Linked DNA regions of Sus scrofa: regions 2 and 3 are each linked to region 1. The links are chromatin contacts, called in public Hi-C and HiChIP or PLAC-seq maps. All regions are on one chromosome and are shown on one strand. The core of a region is the stretch at or near the end of the contact, and the rest is flanking DNA. Distances in the headings are between cores, read along the strand shown. Region 1 holds the start of TPD52L1 (tumor protein D53). Region 2 holds the start of LOC110256655. Region 3 has its middle 57 kb from the start of RNF217.

Region 1 (3,079 bases), core at 338-2,837:
TATACCCAGGCCCAGGCTCAGGCCCCAGAGATTCCTATTTGACTGGTTTGAGATCAGCCAATACTTAAGGTCTGCAAATAATTCTAATAATAATTCTAATAATTCTAATCTGCAAAGAAGGTTAGAAAGCTCCAGCGTTGTCCCCACCTGCTTCAGCATAGAGTGAAGGCCTCCCATCTGACCTCTGCTTTTGAATCCGACCAACAATCCCCCATCCTTGGTTGAATTCTCCTTTCCTAATTAGAAAATGGGGTGGGAGGGAAGTACTGGAAATGGCAGCTTTGTGGACAGGATCTTGGCTGAGGTAACAAACCAGGATGGTTCGTACTGATCAGACCATTGTAATCCTGGCAGCAAACCTGTTGGGTGGCTTGAGGCCCAGGCACCCGCCAAGCAGCTCTCAGGCCGAACACTTGGGCCCCTAAAGGGTGATCACACAGGGTCATGAACCTCTTCTTCCTCCGTCGTTCCCCCGCCTCCCCCCCAAAAAACAGGTTTTTATTTATTTTAAAAGCTATCATGGAATTTACTGCAGTGTGGAAGAAGGGTGGCAATGATTGCTTTAAAGGCTGAAAAAGGCTGAACTCCGCGTCCCATCCCTTCTTGGCGTGGCTCCCAAGAGAGACTCCAAAGTCAATGTTACGAGTCTTTTGCTCCACATCCGCCCACCTCTGCTTCTTTCCACCGACCATTTACTTCCTTTCTTGTACGATTCCATCGGGATTCCCTAACCCTAGTCCGAGAGTGACCCTAAAACACGAGGCTGCGCTCGGTGAAACCGCCTCAGGCTCCTCCAGTGGGCGACCCCAGCAGCTGGGAGCGCGGCGGCCAGGCCAGACAGCGGCCGGCGGCTCCACGCGCCTGGGGAGGGAGAGGTCGCTCCCTGACCGTGGGAAACAGGGACACACGCTGCTGGAGACCAGCAGGCGGGTAATGCTCTCGCGGCCTAGGAAGGCATATCTCCGCGCTGCAAACCCCTAGCGTAGCCGGGAGACCCAGGTCTCCGTGGAGCCATCACCTCAGCCCTGAACTTGGGAGCTGCTGGACGCAAAGCCACCGCTCAGAGCAGGAGAAGCCGCGCACCCTCCCTGCACCCGGCGGAAAAGGGAACGAAGCGCGGGCGCTGGACCCTGCCCCAGGTCCTTTGCGCGCCCGCGAGGATGGGCAAGCGTGAGGGCGGCTAGCTGGCAAAGAGAGCATTCCGCGGGCGCGTTTCCCGCGGAGGGTCCCCTCCACTTAAGGTCTCCTTCACCAGTCCCCAACCCCACCGCAAATCCAGAGTTTGGGGAGCAGGAATTATTTGGCAAGCGCAGGGAGAAGCGGAGTTGCGGACCTGTGGAGAGGTCACCCAGCCGCTCTGTCCGGGAGCAAAGTTGGGTGATGCAAGGCAAGGGCTTTTGTGCGCCCTAGGGCCTGACCCTCAGGGCGATTGGCCACCACTCACCTCGTGCCTGAGCCTCCATGGTAGCCGGACTTCGGATTGATAGACTGGGACGCTCGGCGGAGAAACAGCAGCGGTGCCCGAGCTCGGAATGCAGCTGGCGCCTCCTCTCCCCGCACGCGTGTCGCAGCGCCGCGTGGAGGGGGTGGGGCCCGCGGGGCTGCCTCGGCTGGCCGCTTCTGGTTTCCCCCGCCCCTTCCAGTCCACCTGGCCGGGACCTCGCTGCGACCGAGCCCCACTGCTGCGCGCCACCTGCCGGCCGCTCCACGCCTCTGGCGAGGGGCGCCCGCTGGGGACCTCAGGGCGCGTGCTCCACCCAACGATGCCTGAAGCAGGCCTGAAGTTGGTTGTGCCTTCTCTGTCTCTGTCTCTCTGTTTTGAGAATATATTTATTGATATTCATTTTATATTATTCAATGAAGTAATCCAAATGTATAAAAGCAATTTTCCTTTGGATATCACCATGATCCGTGTAGATACTCAACGGCCATAATCATCTGCAACTAGCACTAAGTCACACATTTAGATTTACAGCCCTGAGTATACATATTTCATTAAACAGTGGCACTTATGTACTCAAGTGGTCCAGTGGCTTTGGAATCTGTGACTACTGGGGCATGTGGAGTAAAAGTAATGCATACCTTTAAATCAAGGGAAAGGGTATCAATTATCAACAAATACGAATTACCGTCCTAGGCAAAGAAAGTACCACAGTTGACACCTGGTGTCGGAATCCTGGAGAGGAAGTTTCGTGGTTTTCTTTTTCTTTTTAATGGGAACGTTTATAATGAATGATCTGGCTAGGCCAATGGCAAGACTCATACACTGCTGCAGAGAGAGCCAGTGCCCTGGGGGAGAGGAAGGAGGGTGGATTTACAATAGCTAATAATCATTGCTCCTGGTAGAAATAACAGTTTCAGGTTCCTCTGACCCTCTGGACCCAATATTATTGTGCACCGATCAGTACATAACTTTGTTTCATGTGTGTTTCTGTTTAAAGATACGTTATTTAATACATGCTGTTAATTCATTAACGTCAAGCTCCTGGGGATCAACAGCATCATTAAGCTTATTTAATGTATGCATTTCTTCCTAAGGCAGGTACTGCCTACTGGCACTGAGGATACCAGACAACATTTAGCACTAGGCTTGAGGCCATTTTAAATGGCAAAATCACCTTCCGAAACATACAAAAATGGTTTATTTGTAGTCTGTGAGAAGGGCACTTAATTTATAGTCTAAGAGAGTTGAAACGAGTAGTTGGAGCTTAGCTGTTTTTGACCTTAGCTGGGAGGTAAGTGCCTCTCCACCCAACTTTTCAGGGCTCTGCCCATGTCTGGGAGGGACCATGAAAGCACTATATTGATTTTGGTGTCACAAATAAATTTTATCGGGGAGGCAAACTGACAAATATAGAATCTGCAAGTAAAAGAATCAACTATGTATTTCCTAATTTGAAACCCATGGGCCGAACCTGTAGGTTGATGCAGCAGTCACATTTTCAGAGATGAGACTAGAAACTAACAGTTCTGTTCCTGGCCTGGCAATGTGACTAGAAAACATGGCAGGGAGTAAGAAATACCAGCTTCTGTGTCACATTCTCAGGTCTTTAGCTGTCATAGATCTCCCCCTCTTCTT
Region 2 (3,238 bases), core at 34-2,533, 150 kb after region 1:
CGGTCACCTTAACCAGTGAAGACAAACACACTTAAATATTCTAAGGACAACAACAGAGAAGTGAGAAACTGACAGAGGTCCTCTGTAAGGGCATTCATCACCTCCTCCCGCGAGCAGAGCAGGGAGCTGGCGAGCTGGCCATCCTGGCCAGTGCTCTGGAATGCTGAATGGGGAACAGAGGAAGGATAGAGGTGCTGAGCTTACCTGGGAACTCAGGTAGACTTTGAGGCACTCCTCGCACACGGCCTTCTTGCAGCAGGGCAAGGGCTTGATGGGCTTGTCTTCCAGGCACACCCGGCACATCAGCACCATAAGGGGCGCATAGGGATCCCCGACCCCACCCAGGCCAGAGTAGGGTGGAGCTCCCAGCAAGCTGGGCACGGAGAATGGCTCGGGCGCCAGGTAGAACTCCAGCTCGATGCTGCCGCCGTCGGGAGACAGGGGGTCCGTTGGGAGAGACAGCGGGGGGCTAGGGAAGGAGGAGGGGGTGCTGGGAGGGTTGATCACTGGAGGAGCCCGAGGTGGCGACGACGCGGTCAGCGAAAGCCGCTCCGCCGAGGGGACCTCGGGCAGGTCGTTCTCCACGCAGAAAACAGAGCAGAAGACTTGTCTCTTGGCGGGAGGCGGGCGCCGCTGCCCTAGCACGTCCAGGACCAGTCCGTCCGGGACCCCGACGCGGGTCCGGGGCTCGGACTCCTCGCCCGGGGGCGCCTCCTGCTGTTCATCCCCTCCCTCGTTTCGGCTCCTCGCTTCCTCCTCCTCCTTGGCCAGCTGCTGTTGCAAAGCCTGGGGGTTGAGGGGCCCGGTGAGGGCCAGTCCCGAGGGTTGACCCGGCGCGTGGCTTTTCCTCCAGCTCGGAGTTCCCCGGCTCCTCTCTGGCTCCGGGGCGCTCGTATCCGCGCAGCCCGAGTTGCTTCCGCAGCTGCGGCCGCTCAGCTCCGCGGAGGCGGTGCGCGGCCCGGGCGCCCCGGCGCTGTCCCCCGGCGGCCTCGGGGGCTCGGGATGGCCCGCGGCGCCACTAGCGGGAGTCCGCGCCTCCCGGGGCCCGCCGCCGCCGCTCACCGTGCTCTGCTCCTCGCCCATCGCCGCCCGCGGCCCGAGCCGCCGCTGCCCATCCAGCCGCCGGGACCCCTACCCGGCGCCGGCGGGCAGCGGGGGCAGAGGCTCGGCTCGACTCGCGGCTCCGCTTCTGCTTCCGGGTCCCTCCTCCGGGGCTGGGACGCCCCGAGCTCCCTCCGGGGAGCCCGTGCTCCCGGGCAGCGGCGCGCAGGGAGCCCGGCCCGGCCCGCGGCTCCTCCTCCTCGTCCTCCCGCGCGGCGGGGCACCGCCTCGGGGGCGCCGAGGGCCGCTCGCTCCGGCAACCGGCGCGCCCTCCCCACATGCAGGTCGGGGCGGTGCCGCGGCCCCCGGGAGCCCCGGGCGGGACAGAAGGGTCTGAGGGGAGGCGGCCGTCAGTCCCGCGCCATCGCCGGACCCCGCTGCAAACCGGGCGGCCGGAGGGCGGTGGTCCAAGGGTCCAGGGGCCTGTGGCGCCGCCGCGGCGCGCACCCGGAGGGGCAGCCGGAGCGCGAGCCAGCCGCCGCGGCCCCTGGGGGAGAGGCCGGAGCGCGCGACCTCCTTCTCCCGCTCCTCGTGCTTCACCTAGAGCACTCTTCGCCGCCCCTCACCCCACCCCTTTGGCGCACACCTCCCCACACGTACACACGCGCGCGGGCACCGCGCACTCACTCACGCACACCCCGAGTGGGTGTGATCTCAGAGCCGGGATGCGCTCTCGCGCCCGGAGTTCACACTGGGCCTCGACCAAAACCTCCAGAGCAGGCAAGCTGCCCTTTGGGCTACGCTGTGAGTAGAAACTTCCTACAAAACTCTTTACTGAAAGCTGGAACTAGAAAACACTGGCTACTTGAGGGCTTTGGTGTCGCGTGTTCCTCTTGAGTTCGTCTCATTTTAAATCCTCCGAAGAGGGAGTTCAGAGAAATAACGCTAGGAATTATTAATTCAAAACGCGGTATATATAGTTTTCTGTTTAATGAAGTAGGAAGGATGTTTGAAAGCCACAAATACGCCAAAAAGCACTCTTAACCTACTCCTCCAACTGGAAGCCTTATGAAAGCTGATAAATAACGAATTTAAGATGTATCCCTTTCCCTCCTTGTCACAGTTCTCTTAGGAACTTTTTTAACCCCTTGAATATTCCAAAATTTGTAGCATAAGGTAGTAAGATGGTCTGGCCTAGTTAATAAACTGGATCATTGGTGGAAATCATGAAAAGTTTCATTAGCATAACCATATTTACCCCAAAACTGTTTCCAAGACAACAATTATATTTGAGCCAGAACTTAATTATGTGTTGATCTATCTTTATTTTCCAGGAAGTATTAGTCACCCAGACTGGTGCATTTTAGTTCCCTAAAGCCAATGAAAACATTTTTGGGAAGCCAACCTTTTACTTTTTCCCCCATCTTGAGAGGGAATTCAATTTACGCATTAATGTAATAGGAAGGAGCTGTGAAGTGTGTCAAAATTGTCCTCTTGAAGTTGTTATTGGTTGTTCTAAAATATTGTTCGGATACAAATGATAGAAAGGTGACTAGCTACACAGTACTAAGAAAGCAGGATGACACTAAAGAGCATTTCCGTCGTGTGTCTGATGGCTCCGTAAAGGGACGAATCGAATCAATGGGTCTAAATGCCATCTCATTTATCAGTCTGACCCAAGAATGAAGAATTTTTATTTGGAAGATTGAATGCTATTTAGGGATTTTTTTTTTCCATCTTGGATAATTGATTTCCTAGTAAATGCTGTTTTCTCCCAATCCTAGTGTTTATTGTTTTAAAGACAGGGGACAAGAAGCCCACATGTATGTGTCTTTTGTGTATGCCATCTGATAACTACTTTTCTTTTTTTTAAGGTTTTTATTTTTTCTATTATAGTTGATTTACAATGTTATGTCAATTTCCGCTGTACAGCAGTGACCCAGTCATATATATATATACACATTCTTTTTCTCACGTTATCCTCCATCATGTTCCATCACAAGTGACTAGATATAATAATGAATAGATATTATTATATAATAATAATAATAGATACTTTCTATTCTTACTAGAGGGATATAAAAGCAGTCCATGGTTTTGGGGTGACAGTATGCTGAGAGTAAGACCAAAGTAACAAACATGAATATAAAGAAGTGTATCTCCACAGGGTCTATAGGAATCAAACCTCTCAAGGTCC
Region 3 (3,448 bases), core at 674-3,173, 210 kb after region 1:
AGAATTGTAACATATGAATTTAAGAGAACACAAACATTCAGACCATAGCACTTAAGCATCAGAGAAGGTTGTCTCTTACACTGGTGTTCCTCCGGATATTGTAGAGACAGTTACTCATCTGTCTTCCCCTGATTTAAAAGAAAAAAGAAAAGCAAAAGATGTAAGCAGGCTGACATGACTTGATGCTGTGAGATTTATTCTTGGTTTTACTTGCAAAATGAGAATTGTATATTTGGTGTTTATACACGTTTGCTGGAGACAAAATGTTTCATCTGTTATAATACATGGTGCCATGTAGTTATAGGGAACTAAATTCTTCTAAAGCTCTTTAGAACAGCTTTTCCCAGGGGGTGTTTCATTTAACAGATCTCTCTCTCATATCTATCTATCTAGCAATTGATCGATCGATTGATCGATCTATCTACAGCATTTTATACATTTACACACACACACACACACGCACACACATATATGAGAGTGAGAATATTTGCCTACTGAAGCGGTGAACAACTCAGCAATTGTAAGGATATTTGAGTTAGAGAAATACCAAGAACACTTCAAGTAGGCAGGGATGGCTGAGCTCTTCAGGCCACTGCTTAAAGGATTTAAATGACACTGATGTGGAAGTATTAAATGTTTTAAGTTAGAGTAAAAAGTGAGAATGAGAGAGTGAATCATCTGCATAAGAAGGCAAATGATCTATCTAGTTCCATGAATTTTATTTATTTCTGTTTTGGTGTGGAAAAACATTTTGGCACATTTTGCTTAAACTAAATGCCCACGTCTGTGTTAACTGAAGACTTCCTACTTTCACAATGAATAAAAGCAAGGTGGGAATGAGAATGGAGAGAAAGTGTTTTTAACAATAAATTACCCTGGGCTTGATATAAAGCCTAAATCTTTTAAGGAGTGAAATTTATTTTAAGCAATGATAAGATGGAAATACCAGTGTATTACAATGGAAGTAGGGTGTTTGCCCAAAAGAACAGTATGAAACAAAATGCCATGAAACAAAAGCAACCAAGTTAAGAACCAAATTATAGAATAATGCTTGTCTCTCTTACAAAATTTTTTCTGATCCAATTTCATATGACAATATGTATTTTCTATTTTTGGCTGTTTGGGGAGAAGGGGTCTGGTCTTTTTTCTTCCTTGAAAGAACCTGACAGGAAATGATTCTTGCCACTAACTTGCCACTAAGTCGAAGGAGGCGTATTTACATAGTTCCTCGTGATGCGACCAGGAAATCCTGTTGTAGAAAAGAGTTGCAGAAAAAGGAAGAAAAAAAAAATGTAGCCTGCTTATGTTTTCTTAAACTTCCCCTGCACTGCCCCCGCCCCCAGAGCCATTTAAAATAAAGTCTCACTTAAAAAAAACCCCATAGATGTCAGCATCAAAGATCATACTTCTGGGTCGTCTGCTTGTCTCTTGTTGATGAAAACCTAAGGTAAAGACTTCAGGTGCATCTTCCCTCATTCCTAGGTCTGTCCTGTCTCCTCAGAGACAGTTGAATCACCATGTGCAGGAGAAGACATTCCAGCTTTGCAGGTTTCTAATCTCCTGTTTGACATGCCATCAGGTCTCCCGCTGACGTCTGTGAGCTGTGCCTCAAAGACAGAAAGGATCGGGCTCTGTGATCTCTCTTCTGAATGACAGCGACGCTGCCTGCCAGGAGGGGGCTGTCACTTCAGATTCCACAGCAACTTGAGCAGCTGCAGCTGCTGCCTGAGGGAAAACCAGATGCACCAATATTTTGAATGTGCTGTCAGGTTTGCTAGGAATGTACAGACTTGTTGCAGTTGTTTTGCAGGATTCTGGTATTTGAAATCTGTCACAAAGCCAATTCCAATTGAGGTAATAATATGATAACTCTGAGACTAGGCGCCATGTACTAAATTTTACTTGAGGGTTCACACGTTCTTACCGACAAGTTCTACGAACCCCATGTTATAAATAGGGAAAGTCCCCAGCACGTCTCAGGACACATCGTAAATCAGTTCTATAATTGGTAATGTGGTGTCATATCTATTCTCCAGGAACTTTCAACCATTCTTGTACTATGTATAATGTATTCTTTTATCCTGGAAAGGATGGGGGCCGTTTATTTCCACCTGGGAGTGAAGAATTATCAAGTTAAAATCAAGGGCTCTAAACAAATTTTATTTGGAATGAAGCATTATTATTGTAATTCAGAGACAGAATTTATATTTTATATATTCGTGTGTGATCATTATTGGATATTCAAATGGCACTCTTTCTCAAATTCCCATTCTTTGTCAAGAAGGCAGACTTTGTACTCTTCTGATCAGATTTTCTCTTTCTATAGCCGTTTTCCCCAATTTGCTCTTTTTGTCACTTTAGAAAGTGTGAGCATGCCAATTTAAGATTATCTCACAGAGTTCACAGTTTTAAAAGCCGTATTTCTTCCTTGATCTTCCTTGACTATCTTGATTCTCAACCTAAAATGAAAATTTGATCCTTTTGGAACTTAATTGAATGCTTTGATCATTAGGGATTTTCACTAGGCAAAAAGCACAAGCAGGAGAGGCTAACATCTTAATGTGATGAACTTCCACTGCAGAAGATTATACCTCTGAGGAAGAAGACATGCCCTATTGCACAAGCAGGGCTGTGGTTTGCCTTGTTTATTCTGTGTCTCTGGCATATAGAACAGTGCTTGGCATAAAGTAATGATGATATACTGTTTATTGAAGGAAAGCATGAATGAATGAATAAGCAATTGAATAAATCAAAGACTCTCAGGAGGAGCCTTTGATGTTGTTATGGGGAGAAAAAAGGAAGAAGACTGCAAAAACTCTTCTAACATTTCTTCTCCTTGCCTTTAATAACATAAATGTATATTGGATGCAGTAGAGGGGCTAAGAGAAGGTCTCTGCCCTCAAGCCATCTTCATAGCAGCTACTGATTCCAGTGGCAGCTTTCAGGTCCTCAGTCCTTCTAATGTCCAAGATATACACTGTAACCAAGTAAATGTTCCTGTATGCTGTTCCCAAGATTTAGAAAACAGGAACTTTGTGGTTTGCATCATCATTTTTTTGAGGCTTCCTTCAGCTCTAATTCCTTCCACATATTTAGTGTTCTATTAGTATTATTGTTGAACTGAACTTTTAAATTTCAAAAGCATATCTTAAAGACAGTTTCATATTTCCAGATAATAAATAGCTTTTTCATTACTTTTTGCTAAATAGAGATGCTTAGAGCATTCCAAAAAGTTTCTTAATCACTGAACTTCTTTGGCATGGACATTCATCATGTTCCCCCCACTTGCATACTTACTTTGTCTCTCTACATACTTGCCTTGTGTCTTTTTCTGACTTTCAGTTTTCTCCTGTATAAATTGTGGATAATATTTACCTTTTGAAGAGTTAATAATATTCAAGACACCCCATATAAAAACACTGAAAATTTCTGCATATTTTAAGTATTC

The links. A called contact is a pair of places that touch in the nucleus more often than the background predicts. HiChIP or PLAC-seq counts read pairs in DNA pulled down with a chosen protein or histone mark.
Region 2: an H3K27ac HiChIP or PLAC-seq map of alveolar macrophages shows a contact between it and region 1. The contact joins the promoter of LOC110256655 here to the promoter of TPD52L1 in region 1. A contact is called at or near these places in 2 of 5 promoter capture datasets (fetal liver and liver), 14 of 47 Hi-C or Micro-C datasets (alveolar macrophages, embryonic fibroblasts, fetal heart ventricle and 6 more) and 2 of 2 datasets of contacts at active chromatin or transcription factors (alveolar macrophages and skeletal muscle).
Region 3: a contact with region 1 is called in a Hi-C map of retroperitoneal adipose tissue, with 2.1 times the contacts expected there. The contact joins the enhancer-like site here to the promoter of TPD52L1 in region 1. A contact is called at or near these places in 4 of 5 promoter capture datasets (fetal liver, fetal skeletal muscle and liver), 40 of 47 Hi-C or Micro-C datasets (adipocytes, adipose tissue, alveolar macrophages and 18 more) and 2 of 2 datasets of contacts at active chromatin or transcription factors (alveolar macrophages and skeletal muscle).

Annotation. Positions count from the first base shown.
Region 1 is chr1:37,760,083-37,763,161 of Sscrofa11.1, forward strand. TPD52L1 (tumor protein D53) reads right to left here and starts at 1,588. Exons shown (of 8, transcript XM_021088718.1): 1 at 1,445-1,588. The coding sequence starts at 1,463.
Region 2 is chr1:37,910,936-37,914,173 of Sscrofa11.1, forward strand. LOC110256655 reads left to right here and starts at 1,284. Exons shown (of 3, transcript XM_021072815.1): 1 at 1,284-1,845. The coding sequence starts at 1,380. It overlaps RNF217 (probable E3 ubiquitin-protein ligase RNF217), which reads right to left and starts at 1,187. Exons shown (of 6, transcript XM_021072754.1): 1 at 205-1,187. The coding sequence starts at 1,083.
Region 3 is chr1:37,967,683-37,971,130 of Sscrofa11.1, forward strand. No RefSeq gene overlaps it. Among named protein-coding and RNA genes, the nearest start is that of RNF217, 57 kb to the left of the region's middle. Within about 2 kb of position 1,924, at least 24 of the 83 cell types and tissues checked have an H3K27ac peak or open chromatin away from gene starts, as enhancers often do. A contact at or near this core is called in alveolar macrophages, fetal skeletal muscle, omental adipose tissue and 2 more, where this site is marked.